2 separate regions of the Pan troglodytes genome follow, and region 2 is linked to region 1. A link is a contact called in public HiChIP or PLAC-seq data. All regions are on one chromosome and are shown on one strand. Each heading gives the region's core, a stretch centred on a gene start, on an enhancer-like site or on the middle of the called end of the contact. The rest is flanking DNA. Distances are from core to core; before and after follow the strand shown.

Evidence for each region. HiChIP or PLAC-seq counts read pairs in DNA pulled down with a chosen protein or histone mark.
Region 2: a contact with region 1 is called in an H3K4me3 HiChIP or PLAC-seq map of stem cell-derived excitatory neurons, with 2.0 times the contacts expected there. The contact joins the promoter of ZNF253 here to the promoter of ZNF14 in region 1. A contact is called at or near these places in 1 of 7 Hi-C or Micro-C datasets (stem cell-derived neural progenitor cells) and 1 of 1 datasets of contacts at active chromatin or transcription factors (stem cell-derived excitatory neurons).

What each region holds. Positions count from the first base shown.
Region 1 is chr20:22,385,539-22,392,641 of NHGRI_mPanTro3-v2.0_pri, forward strand. It overlaps ZNF14 (zinc finger protein 14), which reads right to left and starts at 2,504. Exons shown (of 4, transcript XM_003316224.6): 1 at 1,914-2,504. The coding sequence starts at 1,916. LOC134809089 (a long non-coding RNA gene) reads right to left here. Exons shown (of 3, transcript XR_010153775.1): 3 at 5,978-6,469.
Region 2 is chr20:22,518,879-22,526,254 of NHGRI_mPanTro3-v2.0_pri, forward strand. ZNF253 (zinc finger protein 253) reads left to right here and starts at 3,826. Exons shown (of 6, transcript XM_054672849.2): 1 at 3,826-4,046. The coding sequence starts at 3,828.

The DNA of each region.
Region 1 (7,103 bases), core at 1,254-3,753:
GTAACGTATATTAAGCCTACTTGAATTAAGATGAGGAGACTCACAACTAGCTTTTGACCCAAGTACACAGACAGATAAAAGATATAATCTACAAATAACCACCTTAGAAAAACCATTATTTATTATTTTATACAAAAATAATTAGTATTCCAATTCTGAAAAACTATATACTACACCTTTCAGGATAGGGTACCCAAACTAGATATGGTACCCAAACTGACATATCAGCATCAAAAGAATACCCACAATCAGCCAGGCGCGGTGGCTCATGCCTGTAATCCCAGCACTTTGGGAGGTTGAGGCAGGCAGACCACCTGAGGTCAGGAGTTCAAGACCAGCCTGGCCAACATGGTGAAACCCCGTCTCTGCTAAAAAATAAAAGAATTAGCCGGGCGTGGTGGTGGGTGCCTGTAATCCCAGCTATGCAGGAGGCTGAAGCAGGAGAACTGCTTGAACCAGGGAGGCAGAGGTTGCAGTGAGCTGTGATCATGCCGTTGCACTCCAGCCTGGGCGACAGAGTGAGATTCCATCTCAAAAAAAAGAAAAAAAAAAAAAAAAACTACCCACAATGACTCTAGACTTAGGAACCTTCCACTGGTTAATTGCTCAGAGAAAAACACACTGACCTATTACAACCACACGAGGAAAGAAAAAATCACAACATACACTTACAATCAGAATGTATCAAATTGGTGTGTGTCATAAACATCACTCTCACAAACACCTCAAAGCTTACCACTTAGCCGGGCGCGGTGGCTCACGCCTGTAATCCCAGCACTTTGGGAGGCCAAGGCGGGCAGATTACAAGGTCAGGAGATCGAGACCATCCTGGCTAACACGGTGAAACCCCGTCTCTACTAAAAATACAAAAAATTAGCTGGGCGTGGTGGCGGGCGCCTGTAGTCCCAGCTACTGGGAAGGCTGAGGCAGAATGGCTTGAACCTGGGAGGCGGAGCTTGCAGTGAGCTGGAGATCGCGCCACTGCACTCCATCCTGGGCGACAGAGCGAGACTCCGTCACACACACACACAAAAAATGCTTACCACTTATATATGGAACAAATGACATACAGAGATTTTGCATCATCATGGCACTCCAACACAGGCGAAATCTCTTGGGTAGAAACCACACAGATAAACACACACAAACAAGAAAATTTAAAAGAACCTGAACAAGCTCACAATAAATTCCATCCAGAAACCAAAGAAACTAAAAATCGCACACATTCACGCAAGGGAACAAAATTACCCAGAGCGAAGGGAAACTGGAATTAAGGGTGGCTAGAATTAATATTTGATCAAGGAGTCCAAAGGGAAGAAACACAAACTTTCTGATCAGTTAAGATAAGGAGTCCCCTTCCCCGCAGTTCGAAAAGAAAGCCCACATTCAGAAGGTCAAAAACACCCCCAGGCTTGAGTGCTGGGAGCACTAGAGGGGGTCAGTCCCTGGTGATGAGGGCAGGGGCGTTTGAACAGCCACAGGAACCTGACCCCGGCAGCAAGGACCTAGCCAGGCTTCGGTTCTCACAAGTGAGGAAACGCACCCGTGGATTCATCGTAAGGTTTCCAACCAAGTGGATTCTTAAACGCACAAACCCCACAGACCGAGATGGGATCTCCCCAGGACCCTCCCGCTGTCACCGAACAATCCGGGGAGACGCGGGGCTGCGGGCGCAGAGCTGCCCATAGAGGGCTCCAGGGCCGGGGGCCGAGGTCGCCCCGCGGGGACGGGACAGGACGCTGGGGCTCCCGGCTGCGGGTCCAGCTCCCACAGAGAGGACCGAGGGCCGAACTGCGCCCGCGGTGGCCCCCGGGTCTGCAAACCCCGGAGTTGACTGCAAGGAGGTCCCCGGCCTCGGCCACAGACAGTTCCAACCAGAAACCTCCCCTCGGACACTGGCCCCGCACACTCACCATTTCCCAGCGTCCGGGAAGTCACGGTGTCCTCCCTACGGATCTGTCAGTACCTGCAGGTCACGGCGCGACAAAGGATGCGCTAGAGCCACCTTCGGCCTTCAGGAGCAGGTGAAACGCAATCTTCCCATGGGCCAGGAATGGCGACGTCCGCACTGCGCAGGCCCAGCGTGGCGCCGCTCACATCTTTTCAGCTGAGGTCCTGATTGGACAGATCCAATGGCCCCGCCTCTTTATCACTGAGTGACAGCGGAGCAGGAAGGGGCGTGGTTGAGCTGGCCTGGCTTCAGTCCGGCTTGTCCCCGCCAGGACGTTTGCGTTTAAACCGAATGTGTTCTTTGCCTCCCATCCATTTTAAGTGTTCTCTTCAGTACTGTTAAATACATTCACATTGTGAAGCCAATTTCCAGAATTGTTTTCATCTTGCAACACTGAAATCTGTCTCGTTGCACAACTCCCCGTGCACCTCTTCCCTCAGGGTCTTTGGCAACCTCCATTCCATTGTCTGAGTTCGTGAATTTGACTGTGGGAATCTCATGTAAATGGCGTCATAAAGTATTTGTCCTTTTCTGACGTGCTTATTTCACTTAGCATAATGTCCTCGAGCTTCACCTTGTAGTATGTGTTAGGATTTATTTCTTCTTTTTTTTTTTTTGAGACGGAGTCTCGCTCTGTCGCCCAGGCTGGAGTGCAGTGGCGCATCTCGGCTCACTGCAAGCTCCGCCTCCCGGGTTCACGCCATTCTCCTGCCTCAGCCTCACGAGTAGCTGGGAATACAGGCGCCCGCCACCACGCCCGGCTAATTTTTTGTATTTTTTTAGTAGAGACGGGGTTTCACTGTGTTAGTCAGGATGGTCCCGATCTCCTGACCTCGTGATCTGCCCGCCTCGGCCTCCCAAAGCGTTGGGATTACAGGCGTGAGCCACCGTGCCCGGCCTCTTCTTCTTCTTCTTCTTCTTTTTTTAAGAGACAGGGTTTTGCTCTGTAGCCCAGGCTGAAGTGCAATGGTGTGATCATTGCTCACTGCAGGCTTCAACTCCTGGATTCAAGCAAGCCTCCAACCTGAGCCTCCTAAGTATCTGGGACTACAGGCACGCACTACCAGGCCTGGCTAATTGTTTTAATTTTAATTTTAATTTTTTGTAGAGATGTGTGTCTCCTTCTGTTGCCCAGGCTGGTCTCGAACTCCTAGGTTCAAGCAATCCTCCTGCCTCGACCTCTCAAAGGGCTGGGATTACAGGTGTGAGCCACTGCCACCGGCCAATTTACTTCTTTTTTTTTCCTTTGGAGATGGAGTCTCGCTCTCGTTGCCCAGGCTGGAGTGCAGTGGCGCTCAGCCACCGCAACCTCTGCCTCCCAGGTTCAAGTGATTCTCCTGACTCAGCTTCCTGAGTAGCCAGGATTACAGGCGCCCACCACTACTCCCGGCTGATTTTTGTATTGTAGTAGAGATAGAGTTTCACCATGTTGGCCAGGCTGGTCTCGAACGCCTGACCTCAGGTGATCTGCCCTCTTTGGCCTCCCAAAGTGCTGGGGGTGTGAGCCACCTCGCCTGTCCCCAATTTACTTCTTTTTAATGCTTTATTTAAACATTTTTTAAAGAGTTCCTAAATCAGCCAGTTCCTAAATCTACATACAATATAATAGAATTGTATTCTATTGTATGTAGATATCAAATTTCTGGATTTTTCTGGATCTATGTATCTTTCTTTTTTTTTTTTTTTTGAGACAGTCTTGCTCTGTTGCTCAGACTGGAGTGCAATGGCGTGATCTCGGTTCACTGCACTCCACCTCCTGGGCTCAAGCAATCCTTGTGCCTCAGCCTCCTGAGTAGCTGGGGTTACAGGCATGTGCCACTATGCCCAGCTAATTTTTGTAATTTTAGCAGAGATGGGGTTTCGCCATGTTGCCCAGGCTGGTCTCAAACTCCTGGGGTCAAGAGATCTGCCCACCTTGGCCTCCCAAAGTGCTGGGATTACCGCATGAGCCACCTCGCCCGGCCTTATTTATCCTTTCATGGACACCTAGGTTGCTTCTACCTTTGGCTATGGTAAATAATATGCCTATGAACATGCGTGAACAAATATGTGGGTTGCTGCTTTCAGTTTTTTAGGGTATGCTCAGAAGCAGACTTCCTGGATCATATGATTACTTTGTATTTATTATTTATTTAAGGAATGGCCATACTCTTTTTCCTAGCAGCCATAGCATTTTCCATTCCCACCAACAGTGCACAAGGATCCCAAAAGGTGTTCTCACTTTTTTGGTGGTGTCCTTTGAAATACAAAAGTTATCAATTTTGCTGGGCATGGTGGTTCACGCTCGTAATCCCAGTACTTTGGGAGGCTGAGGCACGAGGATTGCTTGAGGCCAGAAGTTTGAGACCAGCCCAGGCCAACATTCCAAGACCCTGTCTCTACAAAAAATAAAACAATTAGTTGAGTGTGGTGGTGCACACCTGTAGTCCCAGCTACTCAGGAGGCAGAGGCAGGAGAATCACTGGGGGCTGGGAGGTTGAGGCTGCAGTGAGCCATGATTGTGCCACTGCACTCCAGCCTGCGTGACAGAGCAAGACCCTGTCTCACACACACACAAAAAGATTCATTGTATACTAGGCATTGATATTTTATTTATTGTTTTATTGTTTTATTTTTTGAGAAGGGTCACACTCTGAGATCACGCCTGAGCTGAGACTTAGAGTGAGGTTAGCCAACTCTTAGAGTGAGGTAAGGCTAGTTCTCCAACTTTAGCCCTTTTCCCTGTTTGCCTTTCTCTCTGCCATTACTGAACTGCTGGTCATGCCCTCCTCACCAATTTCTCTCTCTCCCTTTTTTTTTTTCTTTTTTGACAGAGTCTCGCTCTGTTGCCCAGGCTGGAGTGCAGTGGTGCGATCTTGGCTCACTGCAACCTCCACCTCCCGGGTTTAAGCGATTCTCCTGCCTCAGCTTCCCGAGTAGCTGGGATCACAGGCACACGCCACCACGCCTAGCTTATTTTTGTATTTTTAGTAGAGACGGGGTTTCCCTCTGTTGGCCAGGCTGGTCTCGAACTCCTGACCTCAAGTGATCCTCCCGCCAAGGCCTCCCAAAGTGCTGGGATTACAGGCACGAGCCATCGCGCCTGGCTGATTTAGGAACTCTTTAAAAAATGTTTAAATAAAACATTTTTGTATTGTCTTTTTTTTTTTTTTTTTTTCTTGAGGCAGAGTCTTGCTCTGTCGCCCAGGCTGGAGAGCAGTGGTGCGATCTCGGCTCACTGCAACCTCTGCCTCCCAGGTTCAAGCGATTCTCCTGCCTCAGCCTCCCGAGTAGCTGGGATTACAGGCATGCACCACCACGCCTGTAATTTTTGTATTTTTAGTAGAGATGGGGTTTCACCATGTTGCCCAGGCTGGTCTTGAACTCCTGGCCTCAAGTGATCCACGCGCCTCAGCCTCCCAAAGTGCTGGGATACAGTACAGGTGTGAGCCACCATACTCAGCCAATTTAGGAACTCTTTCTAAATGTGGTAATACAGATACCTCAAAGCTAAAATAATATTCCCAAGCCTTTAACTTTTTACTTGATGGAATATTGTGTCTCAGCAGAATATTGAGTTGCCTTTCTTTTTTTTTTGAGATGGAATCTCACTCTGTTGCCCAGGCTGGAGTGTAGTGCTGCAATCTCAGCTCACTGCAACCTCCACCTCCCCGGTTCAAGTGATTCCCCTGCCTCAGCCTCCCTAATAGCTGGGATTACAGCCACGCACCACCATGCCCAGCTAATTTTTGTATTTTTAGTAGAGACGAGGTTTCACCATGTGGGCCAGGCTGGTCTCGAAGCCCTGACCTCAGATGATCCGCCCGCTTCGGCCTCCCAAAGTGTTGGGATTATAGGTGTGAGCCACCGCGCCCGGCTGAGTTGCCTTTCTTCTCAACTAAAAATAGGCCTGTTTGTATCACCTTGGCCATGCCTGTCTACTCTGTATTTTGATTCAAATCAAACTATCATAATAGTTATGCTAATTACACATAAGGTAAAGACAGGGTTTAATAAATTTGTTTATTATATCAGTTATGTGATCTATATAATTTCTCTTGTCTCTACTTCATTTTATATTCTCAGCCAAATGCCCAGTAGTGGTTTTATCTTTTTGAAGTGTGAGATTATCTCCCCACTTCTTCCAATTCTCCTTTCTTCTTTCACTCTTTTTTTATTTTTTATTTTATTGCTTTTTGTTTTTTGTTTTTTTTTTTAGAAAGGGTCTCCCTCTGTCACCCGGGCTGGAGTGCAGCATTGTGATCGTTGCTCATTGCAACCTTGCCTCAAGCGGTACTCCTCCCTCAGCCTCCTGAGTAGCTGGGGCCACAGGCCGGTGCTCCCACGCCTGGCTAATTTTTTCATTTTTGTAGAGATGGGATCTTGCTATGTTGGCCAGGCTGGTCTCAAACTCCTGGCCTCAAGTGATCCCCCCCCCCCTCCGCCTCCCAAAGTTCTGGGATTATAGGCATGAGCCACTTTACCTGGCCCCAAATGATGGCTTTCTTATTCTTTCATTTCTTCAACGTGGATAAAGAACTAAAACAAAACAAAACCAACAAAGAGGGGAGAAGGGAAGGAAAGCATGTTAATTTGCTGCTCAAATGCCCCCCGATGTGGTGGTCATGTCAAGCTGACTTAGTGTGTTTTTGATCTGTCACTGGTTTCCTTTGAGCACTTCCCTACTTTCCGGCCTAACATAAGATGATGAACATGAGATGTTCCAAGCTTATCTTGTATTTTCTCTGCTCCAGCCCTGGAACTAGCCATTTTTCTTAGAAGCAGGGGTGGAGAGCACCCTCCCCCCATGCACCTTCACTAGGCCCCAGTGGGAAGAACTGCTGCCCATCTGCTCAGATGTGGTGAAACTAGCAAAGAGTCTCCTGGCTGCCTGCGGAGAGTCTCTGTATGTGGTCCTCAGCCCAGCCTGGGGGCTCCTGGGCTGGCTACCATGCTGCCTCTACTGTGTCTCTAGATCCAGGCTCTGCTGGAAGAGCCCTGGAAGGCCCAGCAGAAGGGGGAGCCTGTCCTGACAAACATCCCTCTGTTCCTCTGGCTCCAAGGCTCAGGAATAGGGCCAGATGACATGTCCAGGTGGTGCCAGGACCCCTCACTGTCCCCTTGGAGATGGGCCCAGAGAGCCTTGTGGGGGCACCTGGAGCCTGAGGCTGAC
Region 2 (7,376 bases), core at 2,576-5,075, 130 kb after region 1:
TGAACCCAGGAGGCAGAGGTTGTGTAAGGCCCAAGGGGTTCACCTTGCCCTTTGCCTAGACAGAGCCGATTCATCAAGACGGGGGAATTTGTGGAGGAAAAATTAAATATTAAATTTGAACTCAATTGAACGTGGACACAAACAATGATCACGAAGTCCAGGAAGAGGTTGTGTGAGACCTTTGATGCGTTCATCCAGTGCTGTTTTGGAGAAATCTCTATTTCCATCTATTCCTATACTTTACTTATTGAAAAACGATAGACAATCACAAAAGCAAGTTGACCTTTTTGTGTTCCTTGAGCCCAGTCACTAAGGGCCCTCATGACTGGGCTTTATGCCAAATAAAAGAGCTGGGATCCCAGATGGTGCCGAAGTTTCATGAGACCTCTCCTCGTCTGTGCATGGACGAGTGGCCGACTCTGAAGCCCAGGCTGTGGCTTCCTGGTCTGGTGGTGAATCCTCCACAGTCTGGGGAGTGTGGTGTCTGACTCTGGATCCCAGGGCTGGAAACTCAAGGACTTCCCATATCCCAGTTCTCCCCCTTGTCATGCCCCATCTGGTGAGTTTTGGGGGAACTCATGACCCAAGTCATAATTGGAATTTCAGGCCTCATAAAGACATCATGGTTGAAGCAGAGGTGTTCTGTTTCCAGCAAAGCCCTATAGGAAGCTAACAATTGCTTCTAGAAAGAGGTATAAGCTTTGCTGGCCTATGACAGTTTCTGGGTCCAAAACCTGAAATGTACCTCTTCCCATCTTGTTTCTGCCTAACGCTCCAATTAGCATGTTGATCTAGGACAGTTACTTGCAGTTCTACTGGCCCATCCCGTATGGACCATAGATCCAAGGCCAGCTGCACCACTTGTTTAGCTTGTTCAAAAGCCATGCTCTCCTTCTCTCCCCAGTGAAAGTCATAGCGTTTTCTAGTGACAGCATGCAGAGGTTGTAAAATGTTACCCAAGTGGGGAATATGATGTCTCCAGAATCCAAACGAGCCAATAAATTTCTGAGCTTCCTTTTTAGCGGTAGGAGTTTCGAATTCTAGTATTTTAGCCTTACCCTTTGATAAAATGGACTATTTCCTCCCATTCCATAGGATGCAACCAGCTCCTATCTTGACACATTAACCTATAAGCAGTAAGCAAACACCATCCACTCTGGGAGATCCCTCAGCATCTGCTTTGCTGACTGGAATCCCCTGCAGCCCTTCATGCACAGTCAAAGGTTTAAATTGCACTAATTTAGATTCCCAATTCTCACAAAGGCCAGTTCCCCTGGACCATTCAACTGCCAAGGGGGAGAAGTGGGGGATTTCCCATCTCTGGATATGGGAAGTCCACGAGCCTCTAGCCCCGTCCTTGTGGCCAAAAAGTGGCACACTTTGGTTTTCGAATCCTGTTTGTGACACCAAAAATATTCGCGTGGGAAACGCATGAGGGGAGAAGGAAAGACACACACACAACACCTTTAATGGTAAACAAGTTTATTCCACATAAGTGGCAATGCAGATATACTAAGCAAATGATATAATAAGCAAATCAATATAACAAGCAGATTGATATAAGAAGCACATTGATATAATAAGCAAATTGCAATGGGAAGAGGAGAAAGGAAAAGATATATATATATATATTTACACTCACTAGAGTATGGAGGTTTCACCACCAAGGTGGTAAGCAATAGCCTGGGTTCCAGAGTCAGCCACTCATTTCTGCACAGATGAGGAGAGGTCTCATGAAGCTTTGGAGCAGTCTGGTACCCTCAGTTTTTTGTAACGAGTTGTTTGGAAGGAGGTCCAGTCACGGGGGCCTTCCGCAACTGGGCACAAGGAACACAAAAAGGTCAACTTGTTTTTGTGATTGTCTATTGTTTTTCAATAACTAATGTATAGAAATAGATTGAAATAGAGATATCACTGAAACAGCTCTGAATGAACAACTCAGAAGGCTCACACAACCTGTTCCAGGACTTGGTGACAATTGTTTGTGTCCACCTTCAATTGAGTTCAAATTTAATATTTAACTTTTCCTCCACAAATTCCCCTGTCTTGATAAATCATCTCTGTCTAGGCAAAGGGCCAGGGGAACCCCTTGGGCCTTACACAACCTCCGCCTCCTGGGTTCAAGCGATTCTCCTGCCTCAGCCTCCGTGGTAGCTGGGACTACAGATGTGCACCAGCACGCCAGGCTAATTTTTTTTTTTTTTTTTTTTTTTTGAGACGAAGCCTCGCTCTATCGCCCAGGCTGGACTGCAGTGGCGCAATCTCGGCTCACTGCAAGCTCCACCTCCCGGGTTCACGCCATTCTCCTGCCTCAGCCTCCCGAGTAGCTGGGACTACAGGCGCCCACCACCGCTCCCTGCTAATTTTTTGTATTTTTAGTAGAGACGGCTAATTTTTTGTATTTTTAGTAGAGATGGGGTTTCACTGTGTTGGCCAGGCTGGTCTTTAACTCCTGACCTCAAGTATTCCACTCACCTTGGCTTCCCAAAGTGCTGGGATTACAGGCGTGAGCCAACGCACCTGTCCCTAAATGATTTCTTTCTATCTCCTATAACAGTTTGAAATTACTTAAAGGTTGTTTCAAACTGAAAAAATAAAAAGAATGTAGATATAAATAAAATATAGTTAAAAAATTACAGGAGATTACAAATTATATATGTAAATCTCGAGAGGTCAAAAATGACAAATTTTGTTTATTTACAAGGTTTTATTTATTTATGTATTTATTCATTTTTGGAGACGCAGTCTCACTTTGTCACCCAGGCTTGAGTGCAGTGGTGTGATCTTGGCTCACCGCAACCTCTGCCTCCTGGGTTCAAGCCATTCTCCTGCCTCAGCCTCCTGAGTAGCTGGGACCACAGGTGCATGCCACCACGCCCGGCTAATTTTTTGTATTTTTAGTAGAGACAGGGTTTCACCGTGTTAGCCAGGATGGTCTCGATCTCCTGACCCAGTGATCTGCCCTCCTCAGCCTCCCAAAGTACTGGGATTACAGGCCTGAGCCACCGCACCTGGCTTTACAAGGTCTTATTAAAATTAGCTTTAGTATTGATAATACACTATTACCAAAGTAAAAGTTGATTTTCTCTTGAACAAACATTTCATGTATTATTAATATGACAGCAAAGTACTTCTGTTCACCTTTTGAATACATTCAAAAAGAGAGAGAATATGAGATAGAATTTTCCCATGCTCTGGGATGGGATGCTCAGCTCAGGGAGGAAGCCCTGTTTGAAAAGGCTGCAGCTAGGCCAGGCGCGGTGGCTCACGCTTGTAATCCCAGCACTTTGGGAGGCCGAGGCGGGCGGATCACCTGAGATCGGGAGCTCGAGACCAGCCTGACCAACACGGAGAAACCCTGTCTCTACTAAAAGTACAAAAAATTAGACGGGCGTGGTGAGGCATGCCTGTAATCCCAGCTACATGGGAGGCTGAGGTAGGAGAATCGCTTGAACCCGGGAGGTGAAGGTTGCGGTGAGCCAACATCCTGCCATTGCACTCTAGCCTGGGCAACAAGAGCGAAACTCCGTCTCGGTGGGGGGAAAAAAGAAAGAAAGGAAGGAAGGAAGGAAGGAAGGAAGGAAGGAAGGAAGGAAGGAAGGAAGGAAGGAAGGAAAGAAAGAAAGAAAGAAAGAAAGAAAGAAAGAAAGAAAGAAAGAAAGAAAGAAAGAAACAAAGAAAGAAAGAAAGAAAGAAAGAAAGAAAGAAAGAAAGAAAGAAAGAAAGAAAGGCTGCAGCCTAGGCTGTCACTCTTTCTTCACTCAGCCCAGTATCTGATCACATCTGTCACTCAGCGACTGGGGAGGCGGGGCCTTAAGCATTATCCAATGAGGGACGCTGGGCCGGAAACCGTCCAATCAGGCACGCAGCTGGAGCGAACCACATGGTTTCTGGGGGCCTTTGTTTCTCGCTGCAGCGGGAGCTCCAGGTTTATCCTCTGTGTTCTGTGTCCTGTGCTTATAGAGGCCCGTCCTCTGTGGCCGTGTGACCTGCAAGTGTTGGGAGAGCCACAGCTAAACCCCGGGACCCCTGGAAGCCTAGAAATGGTGAGTGCCAGGTCCAACGTCCCGAGAGAGGGGAGAGGCTGTTTGGAACGGTGGGAAGTGGCTCTGGCGGGACTCTGCTTCCTCACAGTCAGCTCCACAATCTGCCGCCGGAGTTCTCCCTGCCCAGCTCGGCCTCAGTCCCCTTCAGCCATAAGATGGCGGCTGCGGTGACATCCGGGGCCCGGCACAGTGACTGTGCCCTGGCCTGGAGCTTTCTTTCAGCAGCTCTGCACCCGCAGCACCGCGTCTCTCCCAGATCATGCAAGGACCACGGGAGGGTCGTCAGGGGAGAATCCTGACTCGGTTCCCTGCGGGTTCATGAATGGGAAGAGCTTTGGTCCGTGGGGTTGTTAGAAACAAGCGCTTGGTGCCGCAAAACAACGCAAAACAAAAAACTACCCAGCACTTAGAAAATTTCACAGGAAGGCATATTTACTTCTGAAGAAGGGTGCTGCTCGCGTCCGTCCTGATCGCAAGAGCACACGGAAGAAAGGAAGGAAGGTTTTTTTTTTTTTTTTTTTTTTTTGAGGCGGAGTTTTGCTCTTGTGGCCCAGGCTAAAGTACAATGGCGCGATCTCGGCTCACTGCAACCTCCGTCTCCCGGGTTTAAGTGATTCTCCTGCCTCAGCCTCCCGAGTAGCTGGGGTTACAGGCATGCGTCACCACGCCCGGCTGATTTTGTATTTTTAGTAGACATGCGGTTTCACCTTGTTGGTCAGGCTGGTTTTGAACTCCCGAACTCAGTTGATCCGCCCGCCTCGGCCTCCCAGTTTGAAAGGGGTTTTTAACCCTAAACGCCGTTATTGCCTCTGTGTCCTTCCCCCATTGGCCGGGGTCTGACCTCACAATCTAGGCTGACCCCACAATCTAGGCTGACCCGATTGGCTACTTTCCAAATAAGGAAGGGGTTCGGGTCGCAGATTGGAACTGGCGGTTTGGGTTGTTTACGGAGCGGGTGTCTAGGTACAAAGAGGTACAAAAAAGTTGGTCCTAAGAACAAGGAACAAGAAAGTTAGGCCTTTGAAGAGGAATCTATTGTATCTGTCAGGGTTCACAGTTTCCCTTTTCTCCTATTAAAAATTTATGGGGCCGGGCGCGGTGGCTCACGCCTGTAATAACAACACTTCAGGAGGTCGAGGTGGATGGATCACTTGAGGTCAGGAGTTGAAGACCAGCCTGGCCAAAATGGGGAAACCCCATCTCTACTAAAAGTACAAAAATTAGCTGGGTGTGATGGCGAATGTCTGGTTTTCTGTTTCTGCATTAGTTTTCTGAAATAATGGTCTACAGCTTTATTGATGTTATTGCAAAGGACATGATCATTTATCTTTAAATGGCCAGAGAGTATTCCATGATGTTTATGTACCATATTCTGTTTTTACTAAATCTTTTATTTTATTTTATTTTTGGAGACAGAGTGTCACTTATTGCCCAGGCTAGAGTGCTGTGGAGTGATGCAGCCTTATTTAGCCTCAACCTCCCTGGCTCAAGCAATTCTCTCCTACGTCATCCTTTCAAGTAGCTGGATCTACACGCTGGTGTTACCACGCCTGGCCAATTTTTCTCTTTGTATTTTCTGTGGAGACAGGATTTTGCAATGTTGCCCAGGTTGGTCTTAAACTTCTAAGCTCAGGCAATCCACCTGCCTCAGCCTCCCAGAGTGCTGGGATTACAGGCATGAGCCACCGCATCTGACCATACCGTGTTTTCTTCATCCAGTCTACCACTGATAGGGCCTGTCCATGTCTTTGCTATTGTGAATAGTGCTGCAATGAACATACATATGAATGTATCTTTATAATACAATAATTTATATTTCTTTGGTTATATACCCAATTATGAGGTAGATTATAAGCATTCCCTTTTCTCTGCAAACTTGCCAGCATCTGTTATTTTTTGACTTTTTAAAAATAGCCATTCTGACTGGTGTGATGTGGTATCTCATTGTGGTTTCTGTTAATTTCTCTAATGATTAGCGATGAGCCTTTTTTTTTTTCATATGCTTGCTAGCCACATGTGTATGTTCTTTTGAAAAGCATCTGTTCATGTTTTTTTGGCCTATTTTTTAATGAGATTTTTTTTTCTTGTAAACTTGTTTAAGTTCTTAATAAATTCTGGATATTAGACTTTTGTCAGAGGCAAAGTTTGCAAATTTTTTTTATTCTGTAGGTTGTCTGTTTACTCTGTTAATAGTTTCCTTTGCTGTGAAGAAGCTCTTTAGTTCAAATAGGTCCCATTGTCAATTTTTGCTTTTGTTGCAATTGCTGTTGGTAGCTTCATCATGAAGTGTTTGCCAGTTTCTGTGTCTAGAATGGTATTTCCTAGGTTATCTTGCAAGGTTTCTTACAATTTTAAGTTTTTCATTTAAGTCTTTAATTAATCTTGAGTTGATTTTGTATATTGTGTAATGAAGGGGTCCACTTTCAGTCTTCTACATAGTGCTAGCTAGTTATTCCAGCACCATTTATTAAATGGAGAATTCTTTCCACATTTCTCTTATCAGCTTTGCCAAAAATCTGATGATGATAGGAGGGTGGCGTTATTTCTGGGCTCTCTATTCTGTTGCATTGGTCTTGTGCACTCATGAATTTTTTTTATAACATCTTTCTCTCTTCTGCTTTTTCCCCCATAAGCATTTTTTCAAGTGCATACAGTGTGTAAAATTCTGATGTCCAAGAGTTCAAAAACTCTTTAAAAAGTTCCAAAAAAGGGGATTGGGGGGCTAGGGGAGGGACAGCATTAGGAGAAATACCCAGTGTAAATAATTGTTTGATGGGTGCAACAAACCTCCATGGCACGTGTATACCTATGTAACAAACCTGCACGTTATGCACATGTACCCCAGAACTTAAAGTATAATAAATAAATAAAAAGCTTAAAAAATATTTTGATATTCTCTCTTTTCTTAAGAAATTTAGGTTATATGTAGATGCTTTTCTCTGCTTTTTTTGAAATATATGTAAATCATATGAACAGCTAAATAAACCCTTTGTCATTTTCTCGGGTCCAGATTATCTTTATGTAGTACTTCAGAATTATTGCTTTATTTTTGCTTCTGAAAAGTTTATTTTTTTCATTTTTAGTCCTTTAAATTAGACACAGATTTGTTTAGATAAAAGCTCATTTTAAGAGCACACAGAAGTTTAGCACAAAGATAGGATTAAATTTAGCAATGCAGAATGCTAAAGACTAAAAGATATTAAGTTTCTTTTACAGAAACCTGATTATCCAAGGTAATTATCCAATATTTGCAGGCTGAAGTACTTATACTGCAAAAGCAAGAACAGTGCATAAACAGTGGAGTCTGTAGTTGTATCTTGCTTTCTATTT